4 separate regions of the Sus scrofa genome follow, and all the other regions are linked to region 4. The links are chromatin contacts, called in public HiChIP or PLAC-seq maps. All regions are on one chromosome and are shown on one strand. The core of a region is the stretch at or near the end of the contact, and the rest is flanking DNA. Distances in the headings are between cores, read along the strand shown. Region 1 overlaps LOC102164131 (a long non-coding RNA gene). Region 2 has its middle 55 kb from the start of HES1. Region 3 has its middle 73 kb from the start of HES1. Region 4 overlaps LOC110256390 (a long non-coding RNA gene).

Region 1 (2,912 bases), core at 144-2,643, 160 kb before region 4:
GAGATTTGGGGTTATTTGTTACCACAGCATTACCTAACTTATCCTGACTAATAATGAGACCCAAAGGGTGTAGGATTCAGTACAGCTCTGATACACAGTAAGTATTTGATAAATATTTCACAGTGGAAGAATCCACAGATGTCTGAATAAACGACCAAATGAATGAATGAGTAAATACTTCCAGATGGATAGTGCTTTCTCTAAGGAAGTTACTGACATTTCTCCTGGTTCGTTCACGGTGAGCGTAAATGCCTTATGCAGATGCCACTGGTGTCCAGGTTACTGCCTAGGCAATAGGAAAAGGCTGCCCTTTATGATGTTTTTTCCTGCCTACAACGTCTGCCCCCGCAGTAATGTCTCTGGACACTACTCTGCCACCTCTAACTGGGGGTGATGGGAATTAGGGTCCTCAGTTCAGGCATCTTTGCCAGGGGAGATCCTACCTGGAGACTCCCAGAAAAGTAACTCTTGATACCCCCTTAAGCTTCCTTGCCACCCACAAGTCACACTCATCTGGGAGAAGAGCCTGAAAGAAGGAGCAGATGGAACTCACGGCTGCTGTTCTCTCATCCTGGAAACGGAGAAGCCTCTGCAGGGGGCGGCTGAACACAACCAGGACTGATGGACCCAGAGGAGGATACACAGATCCCAACCCAGATGGGGCTGAGAACCGACATGGGTGCCCTGTGTCAAGGTCACAGGGCTTCCCAAGCGTCCCAAGTACTTCCTCAACCAGTATCTGCTCTGGTCCAGGGAGCAACCTGACGACATTGCCAAGATTGGAGTGTTGTTTTCACTTCACCGAAAAGGAAACGAAGGCTCAGAGCAGGGAAATGAATGTTTCAGGACACCCCATAGCATCTAGAGGATGCAGATTCGGTCATCGATGGCAGGAACTTGCTTAGAATTTTCCCCCTGACGGGGAGGCTGAGAGCCCTTTTGATTTCTTCCTGTCACTTTAAGAGCATCCTTTATCCTCCTGCTGATTCCTACTGCTCGATAAAGAAGGCATATGGCATGTTCACCCAAAAAGTCCTTAAATACTGCTCCCCACAGCTATAAAAAAATACAAGAGCGAGCGAGTGAGAGAAAGAGAGAGAGAGAAAGGAAATGCAACCCCGGAAACTAAGCCAGCCCCCAGGAGACTGGGGAACATTCTTCTGACGCACGGTACTCCTGGCCCCACTGAAAAGGGAGGCGTGTGTGCCAGAGGCAGCAGAACCAATGCACCAGCTGTGAGAGCGCCGCACTTTTAACTGGATTCAAGGCCACAGCAAGAACCTGGCAAGGATCAAGTCCAAAAGGCAACGCGACCGGGGCTAGGAAAACAAAGGCCAGGTCAGGTGGAGGGAGGGTGGGTGCTGAGAATAGGTCCAGGAAACCTGAGGGCACTGGGGCTCCCTCTTCGGTGGTGTTTGTGTGGGTCTGAGGACAGGCGTGGCGGCCACAGGGGCCCCGCAGGGTGGGGCGTTCCTGGCTGCAGTTTCCTTTCCTGGCTGATGAAGGGTTGACGCGAGTTCCTTTGCTCGCCTCAGCTCTGACATTGAAATGGTCTTGTGAACTGAAAGCCTTCGGAGTTTCCATTTCTAGACCCCTGAGGGCTGGGCCACTTGCAGGTTCCGAGTCAGCCAGCCCGCCCGCACGGCAGCTGTCACTGCGCTGTGTCCTTCGGTCCTCAAGACCCAGCAAGGAGGGCAGGTCACTTGAGAAGGACTGGAGGGGGACATTGAGGCGTGAAGCGGTGAAGTTCCTTTCCTTGGCATCACAGTTCATCAGTGGAGGAGCCCAGATTGGAATCCAGCGCAACCTGGCTGCTACTCTCAGGGTATTTCTGCATCACGCTCTTTCCAATTTATAATGAAGCTCCACCAAGAGCAACACCCACCCTGGAGTCACAGCTTTTACACGTTGGCCACCTACATCCACAGACAACTAAAACAGGGCCAGCGAAAAGGAAAGAGCCTCTCTTGCTGTTAAGAGAATAAACACTAATACCAAGGGCAGAGGTACAGAAAGCCTTTTGCCCCAATGTCCTTGCCAGAGACAGATAACACTTATTTGCAAGTTTAGTTAAATATTTACTCGAGACCTACGGGCGCTGTCCCAAACAAGCAAGACAAAGTCCTTGCCTTTGGCTTCTTAGCTCTGCAAATGGAGTCTGAACATCCCCTGGGCCTCTCTCCTCCCAGTCTGAGGAGCCCTGCCCAGGGGCCCTTCCCCTCCCCATCACGGGGCTGCAGTCAGGCCTGGTGTATACGCACGGGGTAAGCTGGTTCGAGCTCAGCCCTCAGGTCAAGCTGAAAGTCTGCTGGCCTGCAAGAGAACATAGAGCCCATGCCAAGCCGGCCTCTGCACACGCCACCCGGCGTCCCCACATGCTCACTCCTGGTCTCACTGGTGTGACCAGGCAGAGCCCAGAGACCCATACCTTCTGCTTCATTACCTGGGGAGCCGCTTCTCCCAGATGTATCACTGGGCCTCGGTGGTGTCTGGACCTCTGTCTTCTGCGCGCTGGCCAAGAGCCATGCCTCCCTGAGCCTGTGTCCTCTGTGGCTGTGGACACAGTGGGGTGGCAGTGGGGAGAGCATGGTAGTGAGAGATGTCAGTGGTGCTGGTGGAGGGGTTGGGCCATTTCCTAAACATGCTGACAACTCAATCCTCAGTCACCATAAGTGCCAACTTGCCTTTCCAACTGGGTCGTAAAAATAAATGACAGATCTAGAAACCTACTACCCTTCCTTAAGGAAATCCCCACTACTCAGTGTTATGTTAAACTCTTAGGATATAGGACCTCAGTGTTGGCAACAAACCTCACCCACCAGAGTAGATGAGGAATAAAAAGAAAAACAAACAAATAAAAAAAACACCCCAAAACCCGGTGTCTTCCCCTGAGGCAACTGACAGCGTAGGCA
Region 2 (2,829 bases), core at 89-2,588, 180 kb before region 4:
ATTTTGTTATGGCAGCCAGATCCAACTAAAATAGGGTCTTTAGAAAAAGCAGCTTTTGATGTCAGTTTTTTTTTCACATGGACTCATTAAAAATAAACACAAAGGATGGGGTGGACGGAGAGTTTGGGGTTAGTAGATGCAAATGATTACATTTAGAATGGATAAGCAATGAGGTCGTGCTGTATGGCACAGGGAATCACATCCAATCTCTTGGGATAGATGATGATGGAAGGCAATACAAGAAAAGGAAACTATGTATGTATGTGTGACTGGGTCACTTTGCTGTACAGCAGAAATCGGCACAACATTGTCAATCAAATATACTTTCATTAAAAATAAATAAATAGGTGGGAGTTCCCATCGTGGCTCAGCAGTAACGAATCCGACTCAGATCCATGAGGACACAGGTTTGATAGCTGGTCTTGCTCAGTGGGTCAAGGATCCAGCATTGCTATGAGCTGCAGTGCAGGTCACAGACTTGGCTCAGATCCCGCGTTGCCGTGGCTGTGGTGTAGGCCAGCAGCTGCAACTCTGATTCAACCCCCAGCCTGGGAACCTCCATATGCCTCAAGGGCAGCCCTAAAAAGAAAATAAATAAATAAACAAAAAAAGACAAAGGCAACCAAACCAAAAGACATTTTCCCAGGCATCTCCCATGGAGACTGTGGAGCCAAAAAAGCCATTCCCTGCTCTGAAGAGGACCAGTGGCAGAAATGAACCAAGTACGGAAATAATTATGATCGAGGGCATAAAGTGACTGGTGTATTTTTGCGGGACACACACTTGGAGACCGCGGAGGAAGGAGGGCTGGATTGTGGCTAAAATTGGAGGGAGGGGAGGCAGAAGGGGAGAGCTGCAGGGAGAAAGTGGCATCTGAGGAATGAGGTAGCCGTGCTTGCACAGAAAGGAGACTGGGATGACAGCAAAAAGCTGAGGCTACAAGACAGGAAGTGAGAGGAGGGGGAGGGAGCTTTCAGGGACTCACGACTGGTCTAGCCTTTTCTGCAGCAGTGCTTGCCAATGAAGCTGGAAAGAAACTCCGCGCTGGCTGCAGCAGGGATGATCAGGGGTCTCTGGCCCCTGCGGCTCCTTGGAGCTCAGGTTTAAAAGCATAAGGGACTGGGACATGTCATATTCCTAGCTTCCAGGCTCACCTCTCCTGAAATGGATCCCCCCCCACTTCAAGCCCCACCCGTTGCACAAGGAGTGAGGGTGGACAGCTGAACAACCAGTGTGGCCTCCCGAGTGGCCGTGGGAAGGGGTGGCCTATCTGCTCCCTCTCACTTGCTTCCGCCCACTGTGAAATCCGCATCAGCTGGAGGTCCCCAAGAGATCCGTTTCCATCTGTTCTGGGAATGGCTGTTGGGAAAGCCTCAGGATCAGAGAGCACAGCTCAGCCTATAGGAGGTGTGACAGGGCAGCCTGGGGTGGGGGTTGGGAAGGAGCCCACTGCAAAGGCATGTTCAGCCAGCCCCGGGAACAGCTGCCCGGCCATGGGGCCACAAGGCTTCCAGCTTCCCAGCCGCTCTCAAATCACCCATTTTTGTAGCCCAGTTGCTAATGATGTAATTAAGTTCATCAGAAAGCCATCTGTTCTGGTTTTCATACAGTGGGCATGCTCTGAGGGAAGCCGACCAGAGTCAGGGGACTTGAGCGACTAAATGAGCAGGGCCCTTGATGTCCCCAAGGGCCTGGCAACTCCCCCTCAACCCCAGACTTCATCTGTCTTTAATTAGACCGGGAAGCATCCTCAGCCAAGACCCCAAGACAGACTTGCAAGTCCCAGGGCTCCCTACCACCTGCTAGCCCTGGCCTGCATGAGCTCCACGCAGCTCTGGGAGACTGGACAGGGCGTACCCTCTTGAGCAAGTGTGAGAGGAGCAGCTGTTCCATTCAAGCGTATTGTCTTAGCAGTTCCCTCCAAAAGCAGAGCTGGAAACAAAGGTCTCCATCAGGTATTCATTTGGGTAATGGTCCCTCCTGGAGGCAGGAGGGAGGTTCTGTTGCAGGGGGAGCAGGGAAGAAGGGAGAGCCTCGCCAAGGATGCATGACTGTGGCAGCATGCACTTGGGGACCCAGCGCTCCAATCCTTGGAAACTCCCAAAGGGCTTTATGAAAAGCATCTCAGAACTGCTCACCCAAGGGTCGAAAGGGGGAAGCATTTACCTGTAGGTTCCTGTCTTTATCAGTCAAGGGTGGGCCCATGCAGTTCCAGGATGCACATTGGTTAGTGTCCTTGCCACACAGCAGAAGCCTGAGGAAGTGAGAGGTACGTGAGATGGCCTCAGGGTGGGGTGCGCCCCAAGCACCCCCATAAAGCTGCTTAAAGCCTATGCACACATAGGTTCTGTGCCATGGCTGCTGGCAGAGGGCCTGAGGAGGAGACAGTCTCTGGAACGCCTTGGAAGGCTGTGTCTGCTTCTACCATGTCTGTCCTAAGTCCGAAGTACCAGCTAAACCTGCTTGAGGCCTGCCCCTCGCTAAGATGCTGTATTAGATTTTTATTGCTGCTGTAAGGAATCCCCACAGACATAGTATCTTCAAACAACACAAATGTATCATCTGATGGCACTAGAGCTCCAAAGTCCAAAATGGGTCTCAATGGGCTAAAATCAAGGGGTTGGCCAGGCTGTTTCCTTTCCTAGGAGCTCTAGAAGAGAATCTGTTTTCTTGCCTTTTCCAGCTTCTAGAGCATGCCTGCATCCTGTGGCTTACGGACCCCTCCTCCTCCTTCAAAACCAGCAATGGCAAGGCAAGCCTTTGTCACATGGCCTCTTTCTGACACTGACTCTCCGGCCTCCCTCTTCCATGTTATAAAGAGCCCCGTGA
Region 3 (2,813 bases), core at 189-2,688, 200 kb before region 4:
CTCAGAGTCCTCAGCCATTCGGCCTGGATGGCTGTGGCTGCCTGTAAATTTTCCCAGGCCCCTGGGCTCTACCTGTGGATCTCATACCCCAGTAGAGTTTGGAGCTGCCCTTAGTTGGGGCGTGGCCTTCCCAGTTGTCTGTGAGGCCTGGACACTGGAGGCCACACCTCCTTTCCCCTCTGCCTCCCTGTGCCCCTAGCGCAGGGCCGCGGGTATAGCATGGCTGAACTTGGCCTGACAAAGGAAGCCTTACACTTGGACAGGGAGGCCTGGACCACGACCCATTGTGACCACTGACTAGCTATTGACCTTGGAAAGTTAACTTTTTTGTCTGGACAATAGAATCCCCATGCATACAGTGAAGCGGGTGAGCTACACATTCTTTGAGGCTTGTCTCTAATACTCTATGATTATGTGATTTCTAGCAAATGCCCTCTCTCTCTCTCTCTCTCTCTCTCTCTCTCTCTCTCTCTCTCTCTCTCTCTCTCAACACACCCAGGGGCATACATGCATCCTACCTCCCATCTCACTTCTCCCTTTCCTAGATGACTCAGACACACAACATGAAACACACATCTCTCCAGATGAATGCTCCTCAGCCTGACATTTGATCTTAACAATATCAACATGACATCGTCCCCAGCGCCCATGGAATACACAGCTCAGCACCACGTGTCCAATTCTTTCCAGGTTCCAGAACAGTTTCGCCCAGGATCCCACAGAATTCCATAAAAACCTGTTCCTTTGCCCCATCTCACAGAAGAGGGTTTGAAAGCCATCACATCACTAGCTAGTAAGTCGTCTCCCCTCCACGGAAGCCGCTGCTCCCTTCCCAGGGGCGCCAGGCACAGTAGAGCATCCTTCTTCTCTGTGTGGGAGGGAGAGGGAGGCAGGAAGGGAGCGGTTGAGGTTCAAAAAAAGAGAAGAGAAAGCAGAAGAGATGGGGAAAGAGGAAGGGAGAGAAGAGGGTAGCTACCTTCCTGATACTGGGGGAAAGCCCTCCCACCTCAACCTGCCCTCAGCTCATGGCGCCTCGCGCCTCCTAGGATCTGGAAGCCAAGGGTTTTTCTTCCCACCCTCTGCCACTTCCCTGCCCTCCCCTGGTCTCTCTCCACTCTTAGGCTGCCCTAAAAAGAATGTCCACTGCAACCTCCCTCCAGCTGTTTGTTTGATCTTTTTAAAAGTCTCTCGCTTATCAGTGGCATATGCTCCAACTAAAAAATAGACCTTGGGCATTCAGGATGGGAAAGAGTATTGAATGGCAACAGCCAGCCTTGTGCCAAGGGTGTGGGCAGCCCCTGGATACCTCTGATGACCAGATGTCCTGGATTTGCCTGGATGGTCCTAATTTAAAACATTCTAGCCTCTTGTCCCTGCGAGTGCTTTCACACTTGTCAGACCATGTGTCCTATTTGGGGTTTGGAAAATATAGTTACCAGATGGATATCTGATATCCAAGCATCAAACTGGCCCAGTGTGAGCATCACGGGGGTGGAAAGAGGACAAGCATTGGAGCCAGATGGATCTGGGGTCAACCAGCTCAGCCACTTACTATCTATGTGGCTTTAGGCAGTTTTTATTTTCTAAGCCCTGGTTTCTTCATTGAGAGAATAAGTAGTTTGCCTATAAGTCAGCCCCGTGGACTTTGACTTAAAAAAACTACTGCTCATAGATACTTAATATCTCCCAGATGTTTCTGCCTTTCTGTCTGTACTGTCATATTGTTTGGATTTGGGTCAAATCTGGTGTGTTTCTATTTAAAGCATTAGCATAAATGCATGGTTCAGAGTGTCATCTTTGTTTGGGGGGGGGCATGCCCACAGCATGTGGAAGTTTCCCAGGCCAGGGATTGAACTCGAGCTACAGCAGTGACAATGCCAGATCCTTAACCTGCTGAGCTGCCAAGGAACTCTCAGAGTGCCATCTTAAACAGCAAGGATAACAGCAACCAAAATATCCCAAAAGATATAAAATGCCCTTCTTTCTGCCTCTTCATCCATTCCAAATCTTCCTCATTCCTTAAAAGCCCATTCAACAGAGTCGAATGTCTCTAACAGTTTCTCACAGGTTGATCTTTCCCCAGCCACTTCGGAGCATGGGGAGGCTGATCTAGATCCCTGCTGGAGGCTGCAGCTGCTTTTGCTTCTGCTCTCACCTCCCTCTAACTCACCTGTCACAAGCCCAGCACGTGGACCTTCTTTGAGCCCCTCTCCCCACCTGGTACCCAGGGGCCAAGGCGGACAATGACAGGTGGGTCCACTGTAGAGCTGGCCAAGTGCTATAGCTGATCCCCAAGTCCCACGAACCTACTGTTGGCCTTAGCCTGGTCACTTGACCTTTCTTGGCCTCAGTGCCCTCATCTGAAAACTAGGATTAGGTTTCCTATATCTGATGCCCTTGAGATACACTTTCAAAGCCTGACTGTTGCCCTGTCATTGAACAAGGCTCTCCTCCTTCATTCCCAAGCCTCCCTCAGCTCTTATTTCCAGGCACTTCAAGCATAAATTCAGCATTTAAAAAAAAAAACCTCCAACACCTGGCATTCAGAAGCTTGCCGAATCTGGCCATATTCCAAGCTTCTCAAACCTATTTTCCACTCGGCACACACTTTTGGTTCCAGCCACGCCAGGTTCCTCAAGGCCTGCTCGTGCCTGCCTCCACCTCTGCCCAGCCGATTCCCTTCATCAGGTATGCCCCCTGCCCACGTAGTCAAGGAGGTCTCCACTTCTAGCATGAGTTCCACTCTTTCCCCACTGCTAGGGGAATTTCGCCCCCTCCCCCGCCCCCCAATTCATATGTTGACACCCTAGCCC
Region 4 (2,728 bases), core at 22-2,521:
GCGTAGGGCGGCAGCTGATGCCAAGGAGAGTGACTAAAGCAACGGGCAGGCTTTACCCAGGAGGAGGTTTTCAAAACAGGCTTTGACAAAATGATGAGATGTTAGCAGCCCACGCCAGCCAGAGTGCTCACACACCCCTTCCCAGCCCCCTTCCCCCAACTTCCACCCTCCCTCCCACCCCCATGCGCCTGTGCTTGAATGCATACAGTCCAGAATAAGGTAGGAGACAGAGAAACAGTTGTGCACGTGGAGAGTCATCATCCAAGTTCTCTTTCTGGAGCATCACAAGTCATGGCAGTGTTTCTGGCTCTGCCGTTGCTGAGCTGCAGGACCTTGAACAAATTTACTCGCCTCCTGGTCCTCACCAGCCTATCAGCTTGTGCAAGGCAGATGTGTGTGTGTGGGGGGGTGGAAATCTCTGAGTGACTGGTCAAAAATTTAAGCACTCTGTCCTGCTGTATAGCACTGGAACTGTATCTACTCACTTATGATGGAGCATGATGGAGGATAACATAAGAAAAAGAATGTATATATGCATGTGTGACTGGATCACTTTGCCGTACAGTGGAAAATCAACAGAACACTATAAACCACTATAAACCACTATAATGGAAAAAATAAATATCATTTTAAAGAAAATTTAGGCGCTCTGCAAATCCTGGGGGTCTTTCAGATGGTTGTATGCACACAGACTGCCTTGAAGATAATCACACGTAGCGCTTGGAAACAAAACTCTTAGCCCTGAACGCAAAGTTGCCTTTGTCCCCAGCGGACCACATTCTATTTTCTATCAATTCCCTCACAATGCAGCTTGGTAGGTTATAAAAGAGCCTCTCCTTGAGAGGAGTCATTTTCATGCTGGGAACATGCAGACACCCCGCCCCGGGAGATGACAGTGTGTTTTCCCGGAGGTGGAGGCAGCCTGCAGATTGGATCTGATCTGAGTTTATGCCGGAGGTCTGAACCCAAGGGAACACATTTGTGTCTGGAAGCGGGTCTTTGCAGAGCCTCAGCCAGCTGGCTCAGCTCTGCTAGACGCTGTGTTCCCTGCTCCCTCACCCTTCCTCCAGGAAGCACCTCTTCTGGCCCAGCCTCGATGATGCTTTTCCGTTCACGCCCTTCAACCCACATCCCCGGCTGGCCGAGGGGGAGCCCGCCCGTGCTGTCAGTGCCGCCCGCGGCACCTGGCTCGCCTCCCTCCACGCTTGGCCAAAGCCTCAGACGCAGAAGAAACCAGAGCTGGCTCAGCTGGCCAGCGCCCGGGCTTCCTGTCCAAGTGTTTGCGGCCGGGCTTCCTGCTGACGGAAGGGCAGCGCTCCTCTGACATCCCAAGCGGTGGCTCCCAGGGCCCCGGCCGCCGAGCACATCCAGCTGGCACCCGGCGCAGGAGCCATGGCTGCGCTCCGTGCAGCTGTCAGATGACATTCACAGGGACGCTGGGGTCAGGCCTGGAGAGCTATAAAGGGGATTCCTTTGGGGAGGGAGGAAGCTGTGAATCAGACCAGAAACCCGGGAGCTCAGGCTTGTCCTGGGCAGGCGGCCAGACCACGCCTCGCAGGCCCCCCCCTCTGACAGACCCCCTTGCTTCATGTGGGCCCACCTCCCTGCCACCTGCGCTCTTTCCCAGTGAGAGCCTCCAGCACATGGCTTCCCTCCGCCCCAGGTGGACTGGGAACGGGGCCACGCACCCAGATGATAGCCCACCCGGGCTCTGACCCCATGCCCTTGAGGAATTTAGCTTCACGGAGAATCAGCTTCCCCTTCACAAGTGGAAACTGGAGAGTGAGAATATTTTCAGAGTGTTCCATGTTTATTTTCCCACGTTTCAAGGGCGGCGACATAGGAAACGGGGTCAGACTTGTTCTCTCTAGCTCCAGAGGTCAGGACAAGCATTCTACGGAGGCAGAATTCAGTTTAAATAGGGGAAAATGAAACCCCCGAACAGGCCATCCCCTAAGTAGTGAGCACCCTGTTGCTAGACTTTAAGCTCTGCGAGGGTCGCTGTCTGTCTTCATTCCTGCCAGAGGACCAAACCAGCACGGTGCCTGCCTAAGAGTAAAGGCTCCAAATCTTTGTGGAAGAGAGGAGTGAAGGCGGATAGAAAAAACAGGGAGGGGTCTTCCCACTGCCTCTCAATAGTAACGAACCTGACTAGGAACCATGAGGCTGCGGGTTCGATCCCTAGCCTTGCTCAGCGGGTTAAGGATCCGGCATTGCCGTGAGCTGTGGTATAGGTCACAGATGCAGCTTGGATCCCACGTTGCTATGGCTCTGGTGTAGGCCGGCAGCTGCAGCTTCGATTTGACCCTTAACCTGGGAACGTCCCTGTGCCATGGTGCAGCCCTAAAAAGAAAAAAAAAAAAAAAAAAAAAAAAACCCAGGAGGGAAAGAGAGGTGGAAAGAAGGAAGAAGAGAGAAAAAGACGAAAGGAGAAAAAGGGGAAAGGATCATCTTCGAGAAGATTCCTCCTTTAGGAGAGAGTTTGGACAAGCTGACTGCAATTGTCTTTTGGACTCAATGATTACAAGACAAGGATTTTAAGCACCCACTCCAAGGGGACACATCAACTCCAAAACCAGGCCGAGCAATTCTCTTGTGACACTGTGTTCATAGGCACAGGCCTTGCCACCCGAGCACTCTGTGGTCTACAACGCCCCCAAGACAGACACAAACACACACACACACACACACACACACACACACACACACACACACACACACACAAGTT

Evidence for each region. HiChIP or PLAC-seq counts read pairs in DNA pulled down with a chosen protein or histone mark.
Region 1: a contact with region 4 is called in an H3K27ac HiChIP or PLAC-seq map of skeletal muscle. The contact joins two enhancer-like sites.
Region 2: a contact with region 4 is called in an H3K27ac HiChIP or PLAC-seq map of skeletal muscle. The contact joins two enhancer-like sites. A contact is called at or near these places in 1 of 5 promoter capture datasets (liver), 1 of 47 Hi-C or Micro-C datasets (skeletal muscle) and 1 of 2 datasets of contacts at active chromatin or transcription factors (skeletal muscle).
Region 3: an H3K27ac HiChIP or PLAC-seq map of skeletal muscle shows a contact between it and region 4. The contact joins two enhancer-like sites. A contact is called at or near these places in 1 of 5 promoter capture datasets (liver), 5 of 47 Hi-C or Micro-C datasets (embryonic fibroblasts, fibroblasts, psoas muscle and 2 more) and 1 of 2 datasets of contacts at active chromatin or transcription factors (skeletal muscle).

What each region holds. Positions count from the first base shown.
Region 1 is chr13:131,098,193-131,101,104 of Sscrofa11.1, forward strand. It overlaps LOC102164131 (a long non-coding RNA gene), which reads right to left. Exons shown (of 8, transcript XR_002337825.1): 7 at 2,444-2,553; 8 at 1-2,313. Among named protein-coding and RNA genes, the nearest start is that of HES1, 36 kb to the right of the region's middle. Within about 2 kb of position 1,394, at least 27 of the 83 cell types and tissues checked have an H3K27ac peak or open chromatin away from gene starts, as enhancers often do. A contact at or near this core is called in skeletal muscle, where this site is marked.
Region 2 is chr13:131,079,458-131,082,286 of Sscrofa11.1, forward strand. No RefSeq gene overlaps it. Among named protein-coding and RNA genes, the nearest start is that of HES1, 55 kb to the right of the region's middle. Within about 2 kb of position 1,339, at least 7 of the 83 cell types and tissues checked have an H3K27ac peak or open chromatin away from gene starts, as enhancers often do. A contact at or near this core is called in skeletal muscle, where this site is marked.
Region 3 is chr13:131,061,368-131,064,180 of Sscrofa11.1, forward strand. No RefSeq gene overlaps it. Among named protein-coding and RNA genes, the nearest start is that of HES1, 73 kb to the right of the region's middle. Within about 2 kb of position 1,439, at least 3 of the 83 cell types and tissues checked have an H3K27ac peak or open chromatin away from gene starts, as enhancers often do. A contact at or near this core is called in skeletal muscle, where this site is marked.
Region 4 is chr13:131,259,435-131,262,162 of Sscrofa11.1, forward strand. The region is part of intron 1 of LOC110256390 (a long non-coding RNA gene); the gene reads right to left. Among named protein-coding and RNA genes, the nearest start is that of CPN2, 77 kb to the right of the region's middle. Within about 2 kb of position 1,272, at least 46 of the 83 cell types and tissues checked have an H3K27ac peak or open chromatin away from gene starts, as enhancers often do. A contact at or near this core is called in skeletal muscle, where this site is marked.